2 separate regions of the Mus musculus genome follow, and region 1 is linked to region 2. Evidence: chromatin contacts called from public Hi-C data. All regions are on one chromosome and are shown on one strand. The core of a region is the stretch at or near the end of the contact, and the rest is flanking DNA. Distances in the headings are between cores, read along the strand shown.

Region 1 (2,700 bases), core at 64-2,563, 230 kb before region 2:
ACGCCACAGAGACATACAGCTAGTCAATAACAGAGCTTTGGCTAGAGTTTACAGTCCAACCCATTCAAAGGAGATCTGCCTCTGCAGGCAACAGTGCAGGAGGGAGGTAGACACAGGAACGACCCAGAGGTACCAAAGAAGAGGCAAGAGGAACATCTTCAAAGCTTCAGTAATACAGGCAACAAGCTGCCATGGAGCCCTACCTAGGCCTGTTGCTATCCTCCTCTCTGAGAGTCCACGTTGTCTGGTCTGTAAAATGAGGGACAATGGGTAAATGCACAAATCTCACTGCTCAGCTGTGAGTGTCAGCATGGATAGGGGCAGAGGTGAGGTCACATAGGAAGGGAGAGAGAGCTGGTGACTACAGCCTCTGAAACGGGTTGGAGACACTTTTATCAAGAAAGAAGTTGAGTCCCTAGAAGAAAGTTGAGCTCCATCTTAGCCACACCCCTTGGCAGAACATTATCACTCTGGTGGGAGGATTTTATTCCACTCCTTCTATTTATAATGGGTACCAGGCACCAGGGCCTTACTGTATAGAATCTAATTGTACACACACACACACTTTTCCTGATGCAACGGTTTTGGAAATGGAGACCCAAGTAAGCCTCTTTGCTCCACGCTTCACAGCGCCTCCTGATGTTTCATGTGTATATGTATTACCTTCTGAAAGAAGGATTAAGTACATTAAAATGTAGACAGAGCCAGACCCTGTGGCACACATCTGTAACTTGGACACTTGGGAGGCAGGGAGGAGATGATCAGACGGCATCTGCAGTGAGTCTGAACTCATAATTCTCCTGCCTCCACCTGCAAATGCCGGCAATGTACTCACGGGCTACACACCTGACTTCGTTTACCATTTGTGTGTGCTATGTGTGTTCATGCATGCATGTGTGTGTGTATGTGTGTGTGTGTGTGTGTGTGTGTGTGTGTGTGTGTGTGTGTGTGTGTGTGTGTGAAGGTAGGGGGAATGCAAAAGCATGCACAGAGCCAGGGGGGCCTTGAGTGTCCTGCCCTATCTCATTCGACTATATTCTCATATTCCTCTAACTAAATGGCCAGCGAGCCTGAAGATGTTCTAGTCTCTATCCCCCTGCCTGCCTACCCACACCCCACCATACACACACAGAGCACTGGGGATACAAGTCTGAGTAACTACACTGCTGCTTCAGGGGTGATATGACTTAGAACTCAGGTCCTCATGCTTGAGTAACAGCCTTCTTCTTCAATGAGCCATTTCCCTATCCCCTTGATCTCTGTGTCATGATTCACTTATCCCACAGGGAAGCCATGACTCAGGATGAACCAATGCTATCCCAGCGTGGCCTTCTGTCCAGTAAATCCCTGAGTCTGTCCCATCGTAGGAGCAGACTGTCCCCTCTCCACAGCTGCCTGACAGTATAATCTCCCTTCTTCATGGAAGATAAGCAACTGGGGCTGTCCGTAGACATTTCCCTTCCAGGAGCTGCTCTTTCCCAGAAAAAGTTGTGCAATGCTCTGTGAGTAACTGAATTCTTCCCCGGGAGGGGGGAGTCAAAAGTCACAGAACTTAATTTTATGAACTATGTCACAGACAATGTCTTAGGAAACCCCCATTGACGTGTTTCCCAAGGTCTGAACAGCCAAATAAAGATTTGGAGAATATAGTATTCTAAATGAGAGCCTTTAGCTGCCACGGTGATCCTGGCACTCGGGAAGTTGAGGCTGGAGGATGGAGACTCTGTCTCAAAACAAAAATGGCTCCCCACTCCCTCCACGGGTATATCAATCTAGTAACTTCCTCACCCACCACACACACACACACACACACACACACACACATACACACACACACACACACACATACTACACACACACACACACACACACACACACACACACACACACACACAGGACCAAATTCATTGATTTGGACTCAACTCTCTGTTTTTTTGTAAAATACATCAAAGCTTCAAGTGAACTTAAAAAAAATAATAATACCTTGGACTTGTTAAATCTAGGCTTCTGTAAGCAAAGGTGCCATACCTTCTACCAATGCTCCGTCTGAGCCTGGTTACCAGGATACATTTATAATTTAAATAAGATACACGTTCTTGACTTCAAACCTGACTCCGGTTGTAGTTGCAATTCCAAGTTAGGGGGAGCACCTAGAATCTTGTCTCTGGTCCACAGCTCTTCTCCCCAGAGTACATGTAGACCATCTCTGACACACTACACTCTCTGAGGTTCAGGCAGCCAACTCTGCGGGGCCACAGAGGGATGTCCACCTCCTTCCAACAGTGACCTTATGGCTCTCAATGGCAGGAAGGAATCCCTATGGCAGAAGGAAGGCAGAGCCTGCATGACAACCAGAGGCAGAGGGGCAGGACCAGCAGGGAGCCATGGACACAGCCCTTGACCTTTCCCATTGCCTTCTAGACAGGAGAGCCTGACCCTGTCTGCTTTGTTTTTCTTAATTTTATTGGTATTTTTTAAAATGATTTATGTACATTAATGTTTTGCCTGCATGTACATCCATGTGAGGGTGTCAGGTTCCCTGGAACTGGAGTTACAGACAGTTGTGAGCTGCCATGTGGGTGCTGGGAATTGAACCTGGGTCCTCTGAAAGAGCAGCCGGTGCTCGTAACTGCTGAGCCAGCCTCTCCAGTCTTCCTTCTCTGTTTCTAGGCCATTTCTCCTGCCTGGCTGTGGGGTCAC
Region 2 (2,700 bases), core at 105-2,604:
TGTGAAATTTTCTTCAAGGTGAGTTTTAAATGTATTACATGCCTTGGCTAACTTAGTATGAGTGAATAACTTGGAATTGTGGGATTCATGGCAACTATCTAGCATTGATTGCTCTGTCTCTTTCTCTCTCTCTCTCTCTCTCTCTCTCTCTCTCTCTCTCTCTCTCTCTCTCTTTCTCTCTCTCTCTCTTTCTCTCTCTCTCTCTCTCTCCAGGGCTTTTAAATGATGTGTCCCAGAAAATGTTCCCCAGGAATTGCCATCATTGTCAGGAGAAGCCAGAAAAGTCGGTTACTAACACACGTTTGCCTCTCAGTTCTAAAACACGGTGTGATTAGTTTTCTGACATTAGGACTCATGATGGGTGCCTTCCTTGCCAATCTTAACTGTCTCAGACTTGTATACCTGTACACGCGTGTATGGCAGTGTGCGTCATATGCATCACAGTGCATGTATGGTGGTCAGAGGACAACCTCGAGTATCAGCCCTTGGCGTCTACCTTGTTCGGACACAGGGTCTCTTGCTGTTCTGTGTGTTACTAGGCTAGCTGGCCTGCAAGCCATCAGGGTGTTCCCTGCCTCTGCCTTCCATCCTGACACAGAAACACCACACCCAGTTTTACATGGGGCCAGGTCCTCGCGTGTGGGCATCAAGTGCTTTACCCACTGAACTCTCTCCCCAGCCCAAACTCAAGGTTTAATGACAATAGCAAGCCTGTCACTGTGAACCATCCATATCTGTGCCCTATTCTGAAAGCACCAAAGTGTACCACCCATGCATGCTTTGGGGTCTTTGAGTTTTCCCATCCAGGGCTCTAAATTTAGAAAATAATACAGGTAATCAAAGATTTGCATTAAAACACAAAACAAAACAAAATCCACAAGCTCAGAAACATGAACAAAATCAACATTTAGTTAAATGAGTTCTTGGGTAGTCACTACCTGGCTAAAAATAAATAGACCAGGCCAGCATTTCCAGAGGCCTCTTCAGGTGTGGTGCCAAAGTCAGCATGTCTCCCTCCACTTGACAGGAGCCCTGACAGCAGCGTTCTGTGTTATAACTCTTCATAGGCCCTCAGGTTACAGGATGCTGTCGCTCACAGTCATTATTTGCACCATTAAAAGACTGGGCAGTAAATAGTCTCTGAAAGCCTTATTTATACTTCTCCCATTTTTATAGCAGCCCAGTTAAGAAGCACTCATTAGCGTGTTTTAATATGCCTTCTCATCCCGACAAAATATGAGGAATGCGGTTAAGAAACTTCATCCACGAGGGGGCGCCACATCCCTTTATGTTCTTCTCAGCGGGGAAGCCAACCCTTCTCTGGCCTGGTTCCCAGTGAGGCTACCAAGACACAGGCTGTGTGGGAAATCCACTGAATGACTTCGTTACCTTATTGCACATCACAAAATGGGCTCGTCGGCTTAAATTCAATCCAGAAAGGTTGCCAAAATTCTCGAGCAGCTGCTTCCAAGAGCGAACCTGTGTGTCAACGACTTTTCCACTAAGAACCAAAGTCCGTGAAATTGAGGGATGGGGGGTGGCGAGAACATTTGGAATGGACAAAGGGCCCTGTTTCCAACCCGAAATGAAACACAGCTGGCTTACAGCTGTGCTACCTCCTTCACCGCACATGGAGTCAAGTCGCAACACAGAATGAAGCTTTCTGTGATGGCCTCTGAGCCTCCCCTGCCAGCCACCGGCTACTCGCTTCCTGTATTCCCTTTGATACACACGGACTGTGTATACTCGGGTCCAGTTCATCAGGGAGACGGGTTTCTCCCTAAGTCCCTCATCCACCTCTACACTCTGGCTTCTGATTTTTGTGGGTTTTTTTTTTTTCCAGATCTTTAAGCCATGAAGACATCTGAACTCTTCAATCACAGAAGGTTAAGATTTTAAAATTATACTTGCTTTCTCTGTGATTTATAACTATTTATATTTTCCCACCCTGACAGTTCTCTGCACTGGACCAAGCCTGGGTGCCAAGTGTGCACCAGAGCAGGACATTAAGGTTATGCACAGCGCGTTTCTACTTTAAAACCAGCCTCACATCATGCCAAAAGGCCAGGGACCGCACCCGAGTGTCAAGCAGCCACACAAGTCCCAACTGGGGTGTTTTCACATTTTAAATGCTCACTGCAATTCAAATCTTAACCATAGACTTATAAGCTTAACTTATATTAGTTAAGGGAGCTCTGTACTGCATGTCACTTTGTTCAAATCATTTTACGTTCCTCAGGTTTGTTCTTAACATACTGATTTACCGATTTGGACAGTTCAATTTGAGTGAAGGCATCTATCCGAATGCAGCTAAGACAAGACTGTAAGGTCCATAGTTTGGATCCTATTCATTCTTTGGAAGAGTGGGAAGTACTCCCCTCCGGGCAAACCGGTCTAGTTTTAGACTTGGTACAAAGTGTAGGACAGTCCTGAGAATGTGGGCTTCTGAGTCAGCTAGCATCAGGATCAGGAAGTGGCTTTGGAACTGTCCTTACTCTCTAATGACACTCCCATGTGACAACCCCTCTGACCTCATGAGAAAAGTCTCATTCCCTGGTCCTTTCAACTCTTCTCTGTAACTGATCTTTTGGTCACTTTCCCATATCAGCTGGTGACTTCATCTGTTGGTTCATAGAATCCACATGAAGTGCTGCCGCTATCACCCCGGGTGACTCACACAAGTCCTGTTGCCATGACTCC

The links. A called contact is a pair of places that touch in the nucleus more often than the background predicts.
Region 1: a Hi-C map of ventricular fibroblasts shows a contact between it and region 2, with 3 times the contacts expected there. The contact joins two enhancer-like sites. A contact is called at or near these places in 2 of 484 Hi-C or Micro-C datasets (adipose-derived mesenchymal stem cells and ventricular fibroblasts) and 1 of 115 datasets of contacts at active chromatin or transcription factors (vascular smooth muscle cells).

Annotation. Positions count from the first base shown.
Region 1 is chr4:57,838,219-57,840,918 of GRCm38.p6, reverse strand. The region is part of intron 7 of Pakap (paralemmin A kinase anchor protein); the gene reads right to left. Among named protein-coding and RNA genes, the nearest start is that of Gm26138, 38 kb to the left of the region's middle. Within about 2 kb of position 1,313, at least 59 of the 459 cell types and tissues checked have an H3K27ac peak or open chromatin away from gene starts, as enhancers often do. A contact at or near this core is called in adipose-derived mesenchymal stem cells, where this site is marked.
Region 2 is chr4:57,606,350-57,609,049 of GRCm38.p6, reverse strand. The region is part of intron 2 of Pakap (paralemmin A kinase anchor protein); the gene reads right to left. Among named protein-coding and RNA genes, the nearest start is that of Gm52699, 14 kb to the left of the region's middle. Within about 2 kb of position 1,354, at least 78 of the 459 cell types and tissues checked have an H3K27ac peak or open chromatin away from gene starts, as enhancers often do. A contact at or near this core is called in adipose-derived mesenchymal stem cells, where this site is marked.